Regions from separate parts of the Zea mays genome. Here regions 2 and 3 are each linked to region 1. Evidence: chromatin contacts called from public Hi-C data. All regions are on one chromosome and are shown on one strand. Each heading gives the region's core, a stretch centred on a gene start, on an enhancer-like site or on the middle of the called end of the contact. The rest is flanking DNA. Distances are from core to core; before and after follow the strand shown. Region 1 overlaps LOC103654420 (probable E3 ubiquitin-protein ligase ARI8). Region 2 holds the start of LOC103654422 (probable RNA methyltransferase At5g51130). Region 3 has its middle 23 kb from the start of LOC103654423.

Region 1 (4,816 bases), core at 210-2,709:
AAGGTCGGAGGTCTGAGCAGCCCTGGACGTGGAGGTGGAAAAGGGAAGATGAGAGTGACGGATGAGATGACAGGCATGATAGAGGATTCAGAGGAGCCCTAGTGATAGGAGATATCTGAGCAGCTAGAAAGCTGAGACATCACGTCAGGTCCAGGGTGCCCGAGACGATGATGCCAAACGGCGGAGGTGGTGGTAGTAGCAAGAGCATGGGGGAGGCTATGCTGGTAAGGTAGTGGAGGGCAAGTGAAGAGAGTAGAGAGGGTCGGAGTTGTCACAGCGAGCGAGCATGACAAGTGAGGGAAGGTAGCGTATGGTTAGCCCCCAGGGATCGAACTCCATCGAACAGTGGTTATCACTATTGAAGCGACGAACCGAGAGGAGGGATGAGTGAGACTGGGAGTAACAAGGATGTCGTTAAGGTGGAATGGCCCCGAAAGAACTGATACACCTACTGAGGTGGCCGGGAGAATGGAACTGTTGCCCACAACGATAGAGGGAGGATGTGAGGGATGTGGTGGGTGGAAGTGGGATAACGAGCTAGTGATGGGAGTGGTATGGAAGGAGGCTTCGGAGTCGACCACCCAGTCGGTGGGAGAGGGTAGTGAAGCCACGGGGTGCGTGGAAAGAGCCAGGGGAGGAGCTCCGACAAAGGCCTAGGTAGGGGAGGAAGACACCAATGTCTCGATCTCTAAGGAGGCAATCACAGCTCGGGGAAAACAAGTGGTCCAGGCACGAGGTGGCCTGCATGTGGGTGAAGCTCGACGCAATCATGAAGGACAAGGCCCATGGCATGATCAAAATCCGCGAGGGTGCCCCAGACAAGTGTATGTTGTGGAGGAGGACGCGCACAAGAACGGTACCTAGGATGGGAGCCACAATGGAAGGAGTCGCCAAAGGCGAAGCTAGAGAGGCGGAGGATGGTGAGACCCCGGTGGGTGCGGTCACGCCGCTGGGAAGGGTGGCTGCTGCAGGAACAACGAGGGGGACACCAGGTGTGCTGCTGATGTTGCTGCGCAGTGAGGGCAGCAAGGAGGATGGCGGGATGGGGCCCAATGCCGGAGATGTGAGAGGTCCCATCCCCAACAAGCTCGATGGGAGCAGGGGCGGTGTGGGTGGGGACCGCACCCGCGTGCTGCAGGGACGTGCCCACGGCGATGGGAGAACCCAGCACAGAGGGGAAGATGCCAACGACGGCCTAAAGACTGACGACCACCGTGGAGAAGTGGAGAGTTGTGTCATGGTCGTCCGTGGGGAGGTGGTGGTCTGCGCAAGCGTCGATGCCGGAGTTGAAGGCAAAGGCGGCCGCGTCTTGCCAACAGCGACATCGGTCGCTATGGCCACGACAGTGAGGTGGGGACGGCGACGGACGGGACCCGGATGGGGGCGCGGCCGATGAGGGGCGTAGCCGCCGAGGCAGCCTGCAGGGGGAGGGACACGGCCATCAGGGTGCGACACGACCTGCAGGGGAAGGAGCGCGGCCACCGAAGCACAACCACTGGGCAGGGACCTAACTAGGGACAGAGGCTGGTGGTGGGCAGGGAGAAGAAAAAAAAGAGAAAATCTAGCTCTAGTACCAAGTTGAAGGGAAAACCCTAACCCTGTGCATATATATAGGCTGAATAGCCAAGCTCATTACGCTGAGGATATACAAATAATTATACAGGGACTAGCCCCGAAACCCTAACTATGCTCAACAATTCTATCTATATGGGAAAACAGATCACGCGATGATCGGCTTTGAAGTAACATTGACCAGCACTAGCAGATGGTTACTTGGCAAGTAACCGTAGATAAATAATGTGGAAGAATAGACAAAGACCCTGCCCGCAATTAGGAGGGAATAAACAGAGCTACCTCTCATCAGTTTTGTTAAAGTTTAATTTCACAGTTTGTCAGAAACAAAAACTCATCACATAAACACAGGTCACCACATCACAACAAATATATTTACAAGGAACAACAGAAAAGAACTAGAAAACCAAATGACCCCCACAAACATGTGACCACTTGAGCCTCCACACCGTTTCCAACCGAGGCCCTAAAATAACTCTCTGTACAACATTGCGGCAGCTGGAAGCTCTTCTTCTCAGCATCCGATGCATGCATGCTTCTCACGAGCTTTGAGGTTTTCTTGGGATGCCTCCCTGGCTCCCTTTGAGCTATTCCATCATCTAGTACCTACTCTTTTCGCAGACGCTGCATGCATCCACTGTAGGAGGGTTAAGAAATGTGCAGCGCTCGCAGGGCCACCCATCATCAGTGTGGTCAGATGATGGTGCAGTGTGCTGCTTCTTCTTGGATTTAGTTCCTCCTTTCTTGGAGCTGGTGGCAGTGCTGGATGTACCAGCAGCCTGGCCTGTGGCACGGACATCCTCCAACCCAGCTTCCAAAGCTTGAACAAGGTTCTCAAAGTAATTCCGAGTCACGCTGCAGTAAACAAAGCTTAGTACACTAGTAAAAATTAAGGTAATAATGAAGGAAGACGCCTGGACGCTACGCCTTTCTATGATGTAGGGTCCAAAAAACAATCAAATAAAAGGGCGAAACTGGAATTATGGAGGGTATCATACTAAATGATGTTTCAGATACTAAATCAACAGTTTTCTGCCTATTTGTTTTGTCAAAACATCATGCTTTAGAGATCAGAGGTAGTAGTCATATGCAACACAAAGGCGGACGGCATGGTGAATTTACTACCTTGTAAGTCCAGCAAGCTTCACGCGGAATTCACCAAATTCAGCCACTGTAGGTGTCGTTGTTTCAGTGCTGTCAGATTTCACAGACGGCAAAAAAATTTGCAAGTCTTTCTCAGCGCACTGATGCAGGCGTTCCAAACCAGACTCAGCCTCACCTATCAAATACTTAGAATCAATGATGTTCCAAGAGTTCCCACAAGCAATGATAAACCCGTGTAATAATGTCAACATGAAATAGAAATAACAACCTTGCAGATACTCAAAAAATTCACTCTTGATCTTATCATCCAGATAGTAGCCATAAGCATATGTCCATTTCAACACTCGCCTGCATTCTATAATCTGATGTACAATAGGGTGGTGAAAGCATCAGATATAAGAAAAATGTCAATTATAAAACCCATTACATCATGTAAATCTAAGATGACAGACCTGTGACCAAGCTTCGATTATGAACTTAAGCTGGGTCTCTGGTATCCCGAAAATGTCAGTTAAATTTGCAATCTGTGGCAGAGGAACAAGGAAAGTGCATTATAGTTGGTCCATCATGGAAGAAAAGTTAGGGCGAACAAGACTTAATTATAGTCTAGCACGGATGAATATTAGAAACCAACTAATAATACAGAAAAGAATAACAAGCAGAGAAACTTCTACATGGCATGCTGTGAGAGCCCTTAGGCTATCTCAAACAGACTTCCTATTCCACCACCTATCTCACTCAGTCACTCCCTAATTCAAACTCCACTCTATAAACAGTGCAGCCTACAGTGCAATACAGCGCTTTGCACAGTCATATGCATGCTCTGCCGAGCACAGCCTTAAGGCCCATAACATGATTTATTTTCTCACCTGGTCCTTTTCCGCTTTTAGCAGATCTGCTTGGGCCTTCTGCCTCGACTGTCGATAAAGGCAAACATGAGAATAGAAATTACAGTTGACAGTTCAAAATATTCATTATGAAATGAAAGTATCTGAATGTTCAGCATAAAAATGCACAGTAGATCAAGAACATCAGGAAAAAAAAATATTGTTGACTGCCTATAATCTTATTGGTAGCCAGAAAATAATCAGATAATGCACGTACAAAACGCAACACGATTATTTTTTGTCTAAGGAAATAATCATGAAACAAAGCCTTGGACAACCTAAAAATAAAGCTAGACCCAGTCACCTAGACAGTATACAGTTCATGAAAAAACGTATTTGGCAAAGACATTACTCTGCTTATGCACAACACCCTTCTTATGTGCAACCAACATAATACTGACAAATGGGTATCCCACCAAAAAGGCAAGAACTATGGCTGGCATTATATTATAGAGTAGCAGCACAAGAGAGAAGGTTCAAATATTACATTATGAGCACAAAACAAATATATTTTGACAGAAACCTATATACATCAGACTAAGGTATCTAGAACTTACTGTCTGATTGGATGCCCAGCGCTCATAGTAATGCATATATCTCTCAAGAGAGTTTTTAGCTCTTTCCCTCCTTGCATCAGTCTCGTCGTACTGCAACAGAAGCAATTTAAGTTTGAGGAGAAAACATCCTTGGAAATGAAAAGAACATAGCATCCACACAGAAAATCACAACATCCCAAAGATGAGCTGCTGTTCATCCACCAAAGAGACTTTTAATCCCATTGTAGCAGCAGTGGCAGAAATAATATTACAATTATACTAGAGTTCTACAGAAGTGTTTCTCCAAAATGCATGAAGTAAAGAAAAGACATACAACTCCCTCTTTCTTTGCTGATTCATAACGATTGCAAGCATAAAAGCCACCTGTTCTCTCTCCGTGATCTGACCATGCACCCAGACATAACCTGGAATGTGCAAAGAACCTCAAGACAAAAGAAGATAAACATGGCAGAATACTGCAATTCTTTCAAGCAGTAAGTGAACAATACCAGCAAAATTCGAATTTACAAGGAGGGGTGCATGTCATATGCATGCATCCCTGGTTTTTCTCTATTGGCCGTTTGCACTTTGGACAGGGCTTAGAATTAGCCAGTATCCTGAAAAGATGAACACAGCATAAATACATAATAAACCTTTTCATGCAATTTGAAGTGCCACAAGGAATAAAATAAAAACATTCACAATTATCAGTTAAAT
Region 2 (4,513 bases), core at 575-3,074, 200 kb before region 1:
CTCTTGTATGAACTCCATGGTTGAGGCTCCATGATAAAAACACCTCCCTGCAAAATTACAGATAGTGAAAATATGTAATTTTCCTCTTACCGTCTATGTGCAATTTATAAAAGACCAGCAAACAGAGAGGCATAGATACCGTACCGGTCTTAGAAGCCTCCAGATCTTCACAAATAACGTAACTAGGCCATCGTCGCCCCAGTTCAGGTGGATCCATTTTGTCACACTCAAACTACATTAGAACATATTAAAAAAATAAAAAAAAAAACTAGTGGCACTCTGGGAATGAACAGTACAAAGAAGACTTCAATTCTTGAGAGATATCTATCCTTAATCTGTAACTTACCATAGTATGGTGTCATACTGTTCTGAACATCCATCCATACTCGCTACAAAATTTTCACGTCGAAAAGAGACAATTTTAAAAAGATCTTGGTGCTTGTTCCCATTCGATAACTCAGATGCCAATTCTTCTGGAGAGCTCTGAGGAGAATCCGATGATTTCTGAGCTTTGACGTTGTTTGTAGCCACCTTATCCTGCCGCATTATCCTTCGCAGATTCCACTTAGCAGTCTCAATTAAACCTAACAGGGAAAGATAAATATGAATTCGATTCAAGTAATATTCAACCACATAGCATGAGAAGAGAATCAACCACAACATGAGTTTATTAAGGTGGGATTGGATTAAAAACCTGAATCAATATCAACGCCAAGAATGCTTTGACATTTAAATTTCATGGCTGCACAAGATCAATCAAGAAAACAAAAGTGAGAAACCTCATGACCTCATCTTGGGATTGAGACATTTATATACAAGAACTACATAGCACCTATGAGCATGCTATATATAAGAATTTAGCTAATAGGTCAAGAGTTTATCCGGAAAATCAAAAGGTTACCTAAGCCAATCGTTACCAAACCCTGGTTGCATCCAATATCGAGACAATCCTTCTTTTCAAACCACTGTTTCTTGAACGCCTCAAGGCGAGGATCTTCACCAACATTGCGATCAATCTGTAGAATTGTTAAAGTTATAATTTATCAGCTGGAAAATGTTAAGTTCCCCTCCCACTCTAACAGCACTAGGCATGCTATACGGAATAAATATTGGAGAATCCGAGGTAAGGAGCTACATGTAAGAGCCCATCTACTCCATCCCTGCCCACTAGTCCAGCCAGCAACACGCAGGCCACAGGCTAGTACCAGTGCTTTCCTCCCCGCGGAACATCACCTAGCCACGCAGCTAGGTATGCAAGTTTAGCTATATCCGTGTCATGGGTCACTCCAGACCAACCGATTGAACCGAAATACTCAAACCCCACGTACACCTGAACCTACTGCGAGGCATATCGTCGAACAGGTAGCGATCACGCGTGAACACTCAACATCAGTTCCAGAGGGGGGGCGCAGAAATAGAGGCAGTCGCGCTCACCCGGTAGCCATAGTAGTTCCTGTAGTTGCCGTAGATGAAGACCTCCTTCCTCTTCCGCTTCTGCGAGCCGCCGCCGCTGCCTGCGCCGACCTCTCTATGTTCGTTGCTCCCCTTCGTGTTGGCCTCTCCTTTAGGCCCCTTAGCCGCGGGCGGCGCGCCCTCCGGCTCCGTAGAGGTGGCCATGATGCGAGAAAGGATGTTTCCCTCGCCGCCGCAGCCGCGCTCTCGATGACTGGAATAGTGGAATGCGAGAGTTCCCCGACTGCAAAGGGTTTTCCTTTTTTTTTGGAATTGAAACGAGCGAAGCGGCGCGAGGGTTTTCCCTTGCGGCGCCGGGTTGAGAAAGGGCCACGTTTGGGTTGTGTCAAACCCGTCATGCACTCACGTCCTTCATAAGCCGATCACCCCTGTAACCTACTTCAACTCAGCGCACCGACTGCGCCAGACTGTCGGTTGTATCACTCTTGCCCACGTTTGTGCACGCAAAAAAAGAATGTATGCATGAGTTAAACATATTCCCTTGCATGCGCGTAAATTTAGGAAAAATATGTGTAACGGTTTCTATTTTTAAATGTTTTATTTTCTCCATAAATTTAGGATCACTGCAACAGCCATGCAACTAGACTCGTAAGGACCATTTTATGATATATACTGCTACTAAATATTCTACCCTGTGTAGATAAATATGCAATTCGGTATACTGCGTAAAAATCCGTTATCAACTGCATGCACACGAATTTATGATGAAAATAATGTGCAATGAAAGGAAATGAATTGCACGCATAGAAACAAAAAATGTATTTAATGTTTTATTTCCTTCATAAATATAAGATCTCTCCAACAGCCATACAGCTAAACACATTAGATCTAGTTTATGATATATACTGATACAAATTATACTACATGGTGTAGGTATTTATGCAATTCGTTACATTGCGTAAAAAATCTGGCATGTTGCTCACTGGTGGACGCATCTCCGGGTTGGAGCGTAATAACCTTAAGTTTTGAGCATAAAATCCCTCAATTATAAGCATAAATACCGAGCCAATGTAAGAGTTTGATAGCTCTAGTAGGTTGTTATTACGATCCTATTTTTATGGCAGATTCGAAAATATGGCAGTCGCATGCATGCGGTTATACAGATCCAAAAATTATGGCAAAATGCATGCATGAGTTAAACATGTTCCCTTGCATGCGCGTAAATTTAGGAAAGATATGTGTGACGGTTTCTATTTTAAATGTTTTATTTCATCTATAAATTTAGGATCGCTGCAACAGTTATGCAGCTAGACTCGTAATGACCATTTTATGATATATACTGATACTAAATATGCTACACTGTGTAGAAAATTATGCAATTCGGTATACTGCGTAAAAAACGGTTACCAACTGCATGCACATGAATTTATGATGGAAAGAATATGCAATGAAAGAAAATGAATTGCATGCATAGAAACCAAAAATCACATTTAATGGTTTATTTCCTCTGTAAATATAGGATCCCTCCAACAGCCATGCAGCTAAACGCATTAGAACTGGTTTATGATATAAACTGATACAAATTATACTACACGATATAGGTATTTATGCAATTTGTTACACTGCGTAAAAAATCTGGCATGTTGTTCATTGGTGGACGCATCTCTGGGTGGAGCGTAAAAACCTTAAGTTTTGAGCATAATGTCGCTCAATTATAAGCGTAAATAGCGAGTCAATGTGAGAGGTTGATAGCTATAGTAGGTTGTTATTACGATCCTATTTTTATGATAGATCCGAAAAACATGGCAGCCGCATGCATGCGATTTCTATTTTTATACAGATCCAAAAATTATGGCAAAATCGTGGGAGTTTCCATTGCATGCGCGCAAATTACGAACAACATAAATCAAGGAATTGCCTTTCCAATGTGCATACAAAAAATATGCATGCGGCAAACTGATATACGAACTTCGTGTTTAAGCATAAAATCATACAGTTTTTAGCGTAAATAATACATGTGGTAGGTATAAAACACAATAATCGAAAAGAAAACACAAATCGGAGGAGGTAGTCGTCGGAGGACGTCGTCGACAACATATGCACAGATGTATGTCGTCATTCGGGTCGCCCGTACTGCGCCGGATCGGAGGATGTCATGCGCGATCGTCGCTGCGCGCACTTCGCACCTTCTGTGACGTCGCTCGAACCTCGTGCCTCGTGTGTCGCCGTCGCTACTCGCACATCAAGGGGTGTCGCTTGCTCGCCGGCCTTGAAAGTGTCGCCGCCTCAGGGCCCCGGGGACGTCGCCGCTTGCCCACACAAGGGCACTGCCGTCGCTCGCCCTCTGGATCGGGAGCCGCCGCCGCCGGCCTGGGAACCACCGCCTCTAATTCGGATCGAGGAACCGCCACCACCGCATGTCGAGGTCGGGGAGCCACGGCCACCGCAGCCACTGGTCGGGGGTCCACCGTCGCGCGCGCTATCGGGCAACCGCCGTCGCTAATGAATCGAGATGGGGCGTGAAAAACTGATCCCTAGCACTCCGGATTTTCTTTTATAGACGTCTGGACCTGGTCCGGCTCGACCGGATTGCACTGTCTGGCCTGAGCTTTCTCTAGTTATTGGAAGCCCAGGGCTCCTAATATACAATATATATATATAAGCGATTGTTATGATTTTAGATATAATAAATTAACTTTATAATTGGTATAAATATTCAAGTTTTAAAATTAAATATATAATCTTAAAAATTTCTATATTTTTTTAACTTTTAAAATGAAATAATGCCTGGACTGACACATGCACTATTAGCTAGTAGTGACATATAGTACTGGTATGGTACGATTAGGCACTATAGTATAGTGTCTGGGCCGCTGGTTATGCATTAGTGTCAGCACGACATGATTACTAATAATGCCTAATAGTGTCATGTCTGATAGTGTCGTCCCTAACAGTGCTAGTGTCAGTGTCGTGTCGGGTGGCCTGTTTAGTCATCTATAGTCGTGGCCGCGTGGGACACAAAGTCCCCGGGCCTGGCCGACACTGGGACGGTCTAGGAAAAACTAGTGCGAGACAAAATACATGTGGTTTGTTAGCTTTC
Region 3 (4,501 bases), core at 1,600-4,099, 240 kb before region 1:
GTGAATAGGGCGAAACTGAAATTTACAAATATAAACACAACTACAAGCCGGGTTAGCGTTAGAAATATAAATGAGTCCGAGAGAGAGAGCGCAAAACAAATCCCAAGCGAATAAGCAAGTGAGACACGGAGATTTGTTTTACCGAGGTTCGGTTCTTGCAAACCTACTCCCCGTTGAGGAGGCCACAAAGGCCGGGTCTCTTTCAACCCTTCCCTCTCTCAAACGGTCCCTCGGACCGAGTGAGCTTCTCTTCTCAAATCAAAGCCGGGAACAAAACTTCCCCGCAAGGGCCACCACACAATTGGTGCCTCTTGCCTTGATTACAATGGAGTTGTGATCTCAAGAACAAGTGAGAAAGAAAAGAAGCAATCCAAGCGCAAGAGCTCAAATGAACACGGCAAATCACTCTCACTAGTCACTAGGGTTTTGTGTGGAATTGGAGAGGATTTGATCTCTTTGGTGTGTCTAGAATTGAATGCTAGAGCTCTTGTAGTAGTTGAGAAGTGGAAAACTTGGATACAATGAATGGTGGGGTGGTTGGGGTATTTATAGCCCCAACCACCAAATGTGGCCGTTGGTGGAGCTGTCTGTTCGATGGCGCACCGGACAGTCCGGTGCACACCGGACAGTCCGGTGCCCCCTGCCACGTCATTACTGCCGTTGGATTCTAGCCGTTGGAGCTCCTGACATGTGGGCCCGCCTGGGTGTCCGGTGCACACCGGACATGTACTGTTTGATGTCCGGTGAGCCAGCATGGGCGATTCTGACTTCTGCGCGCGCAGACGACGCATTCAATGCGCGGCAGAGAGCCGTTGGCGCGGAGACGACCGTTGTCCCGGAGTTGCACCGGACAGTCCGGTGCACACCGGACAGTCCGGTGAATTATAGCGGACGAGCCGTTGGCTTTTCCCGAAGCTGGCGAGTTCCTGAGGCCGACCTCCTTTGGCGCATCGGACACTGTCCGGTGTACACCGGACAGTCCGGTGAATTTTAGCCGAGTCGCCCCTGGAATTCCCGAAGGTGAAGAGTTGGAGTCTGAGACCCCTGGTGCACCGGACAGGTACTGTTCACTGTCCGGTGGCACACCGGACAGTCCGGTGCGCCAGACCAGGGGTGCCTTCGGTTGCCCCTTTGCTCCTTTATTGAATCCAAAACTTGGTCTTTTTATTGGCTGAGTGTGAACCTTTTACACCTGTATAATCTATACACTTTGGCAAACTAGTTAGTCCAAAGATTTGTGTTGGGCAATTCAACCACCAAAATTATTTAGGAACTAGGTGTAAGCCTAATTCCCTTTCAGGAGGTATGGACTCGCTCTAGGTGTCTCCCAACAAACTCCACATATTTAGTTGATGAACACGCACGAAGAAGGGATATATCTCGCCCGATCTGATCTAAACGCGGACAGTCCGGACTAGCCCGCGGACAGTCCGGGCCCCATGGCCGGACCATGCGGCCTTCCTAGGTGCCGCACATGGTGCTCAATGCATGCCCTCCCTGACTTTTGGGGAAGCCAAGCAAACTAAAAGCACCTGGTACAGGCTGTTATCATCTCGATGTGAGAACATTCGTTTTCTAAGCATCTTGCCAAACACTGTGATGATATAGTTTAAAAAACAACCATTCAGTGCCTTAGGTAACTCATCACCCTGCAAGGTCTGCAGCACGTATGCATACCAAAGATTACCTGTGTCACTCTATAAGACCCTTACTAGCTTGGTGACCATTTGCCAAGCTTCTGGTCCCTGCTCCTTAGTGGCAAGACTGTCTCCCAAACTAGATCTCCAACTTGAAATGATTTAGCACCTCCTTGTTGTAGGCCTTAGCAACCATGATCTTGTCTTTCTCGAACTTATTTAGAGCCATCATCTTCTTGTCGGTCACCTCATCGATATTGTCCTTTATCAAATCATGATAATCACTGATAGTTAGATCATTTTACTTAGTGAACCTGATAGCATTTAGGCATACCTCTACAAGCAAAACAACTTCCTGCCCATAAATAAGCTGAAAAGGAGACACTTTAGTAGCCAAGTATTTAGATATTCTATGAGCCCATAAAGCCTCAAACAAAACCTTGTGCAAATTCCTGGGATGATCAGATATCTCCTTTTTAATAAGGCTAATTAGTGTCCTATTACTTGACTCGGCCTGACCATTGGCCTGAGTATAGTATGGAGACGAATTGAGCAACTTAATCTTATATGATTCAACAAACTCACGTACCTCTTTTGACATGAAAGAAGTCACCTGGTCTATAGTTAAAGTCTAGGGAATGTCAAATCTATGAATAATGTGCTCAGTTATAAACTCAATTACTTCCCTATGTGTCATCTTTTTCAAAGCAATGGCTTTCGCCCACTTGGTGAAATAATCTGTGGCAACTAGCTCAAACCGATGCCCTTTTGATGGCGAAGTGTAACACCCAAAATCCTGATTTAGGGATTAGCGTGATCTTTTTAGAAACAAATATTTACTTGGTAAGCTTCAAGAAACAAATAGTAGAAAGTGGTTCGATTTATTAGATTAGGTCATCCTCTTCAAGAAATATAAATATTCTTTTATGAGTGAAAGACACTCTTGATAAAGATTTTGTATTAACTTTTCCTAAATTAGATAGGTAATAATGTACCTTTAGAAAACATAATATTTTGTTTGTGCATTTAGTTTGATCAACAATTCAAATTTGAGCATAGAAATAGAAAACTAAAACAAAATGAAAGGGAAAAAAAAGAAAAAACCAGCTTACAAAACATGGGTGGAATCCTCCCTTGGCCAGCCCACCTCCTGCCCGCGGTGTCAGCCAGTGTATCGTGCGCATCCGCTTTCGCCTAGTCGTCGCCATGTGGACCCCGCTCATCAGCCGCAGCCGCTCCAGCACTTGCCATAGCTTCACTACATCGTGGGTCCCGCCAACCAGGGGTGTCTCCCTCATAACAGAAATCTCCACAAATCCACGTGCCCACACCAGCTAACAAACCCAAACACCGATGCCATCGTTGGTTGTTGCGCCCTCCATACGCATCGCACGCTGGCCATTGCGGGGGAGCTCTCGCTTCCCGACTATAAACTGAGCTCGCATCCTCCCCTCGGCTATCTCCACGGAGTCTGATCGTGAGGGAGCTCGTTGTTGTGATTCCGCGTCACCGCCGTAGACATGATCACGATGTTCCAGTGTTGGGATCTTCAACTGCAGGTTGGTGGGGGTGATCACCGTTGCTCGCCTCATGGGATTCATATCTTCACCAGGTGGGTTGGGCGGCAGGAGTCCAAGAAAGAGCTCACCGGAGTCTGGAATCGTAGTGGAGCATATGTGGACTCCATAATAGTACCTACCAACATATCAGGTACTCCAGATCTTATAATTAAGAACCTATATACAATGTTGTGAAAATCATACCTAAGGAAAACACAGTCAACAGTTTTCGGTCCTAATTTGCGCTTCTTGTTAATTGGCACATTCACTTTAGCCAAACAACCCCAGGTGTGCAAATAGGAGATATTTAATTTTCTCTTTTCCCATTCCTCGAATGGTGTGATTTTTTTGTTCTTTGTGGGAACTTTATTCAGGATATGGCATGCCGTCAAGATCGTCTCACCCCACCATTCTGTAGATAGTTTTGAAGTCTCTAACATGGCGTTAACCAAATCAGTTAGAGTACGGTTCTTTCTCTCAACAACCCCATTGGATTGTGGTGAGTATGGCGGTGTCCACTCATGAATAATACCATGTTCCACACAAAAATCAGAAAAATCACCTGAAAAATATTCTCCACCACGATCAGACCTTAACCGTTTAGTTTTTCTCTCGAGTTGATTTTCCACTTCAGCTTTGTAGGTCTTCAAATAATGCAAAGCTTCGTCTTTTGACTTTAGTAGATACACATAATAAAATCTAGTAGAATCATCGATAAAAGTAATAAAATATCATTTGCCTCCCTTAGTCAATATTCCGTTCATCTCACATAAATCAGAATGTATCAAGTCTAGTGGTGCCAAGTTCCTCGCCTCCATAGCCTTATGAGGCTTGTGAAGTTGCTTAGATTGCACGCACACCTGACACTTAGAACCTTTGACTAAATCAAATTTCGGGATTAAATTTAAATTTGCTAACCGCGATACACAACCAAAATTGATGTGACAAAGTCGTGAATGCCAAATATACGATTCATTCGAAATTACATTGTTCATAGACTTATTACACACATCATGCAGAGATAAGCGGAATAAGCCTCCGCTGTCATAGCCTTTTCCAACAAATATCCCATACTTTGACAGTATATATTTATTGGACTCGAACACAGGTTTATTGCTATCTCGACATAGCAACGAGCCACTAACAAGATTCTTTTTGATTGAGGGGACATGTTGCACATTCTTCAATAGCACCGTCTTTCCCGAAATAAACTTCAGAATGACTGTACCAACACCAAGAACACACGCATGTGATCCGTTCCCCACCAGCAAGGCTCCAGCCCCTTTGCACTAATAAGAAGAAAAC

The links. Hi-C and Micro-C count contacts between places; a contact is called where the count stands out from the background.
Region 2: a Hi-C map of tassel shows a contact between it and region 1, with 3 times the contacts expected there. The contact joins the promoter of LOC103654422 here to the enhancer-like site in region 1. A contact is called at or near these places in 2 of 25 Hi-C or Micro-C datasets (ear and tassel).
Region 3: a Hi-C map of ear shows a contact between it and region 1, with 2.7 times the contacts expected there. The contact joins two enhancer-like sites. A contact is called at or near these places in 2 of 25 Hi-C or Micro-C datasets (ear and tassel).

The regions. Positions count from the first base shown.
Region 1 is chr4:200,156,839-200,161,654 of Zm-B73-REFERENCE-NAM-5.0, reverse strand. LOC103654420 (probable E3 ubiquitin-protein ligase ARI8) reads right to left here. Exons shown (of 15, transcript NM_001328366.1): 8 at 4,609-4,716; 9 at 4,434-4,524; 10 at 4,121-4,210; 11 at 3,546-3,593; 12 at 3,129-3,200; 13 at 2,945-3,038; 14 at 2,698-2,851; 15 at 1,981-2,427. The coding sequence ends at 2,172. Among protein-coding and RNA genes, the nearest start is that of LOC103654420, 16 kb to the right of the region's middle. Within about 2 kb of position 1,459, at least 6 of the 20 cell types and tissues checked have an H3K27ac peak or open chromatin away from gene starts, as enhancers often do. A contact at or near this core is called in ear and tassel, where this site is marked.
Region 2 is chr4:200,362,357-200,366,869 of Zm-B73-REFERENCE-NAM-5.0, reverse strand. LOC103654422 (probable RNA methyltransferase At5g51130) reads right to left here and starts at 1,824. Exons shown (of 8, transcript XM_008681255.3): 1 at 1,435-1,824; 2 at 902-1,016; 3 at 695-742; 4 at 347-584; 5 at 145-232; 6 at 1-47. The coding sequence starts at 1,617.
Region 3 is chr4:200,397,584-200,402,084 of Zm-B73-REFERENCE-NAM-5.0, reverse strand. It overlaps the pseudogene LOC109945909. Among protein-coding and RNA genes, the nearest start is that of LOC103654423, 23 kb to the left of the region's middle. Within about 2 kb of position 2,849, at least 16 of the 20 cell types and tissues checked have an H3K27ac peak or open chromatin away from gene starts, as enhancers often do. A contact at or near this core is called in ear and tassel, where this site is marked.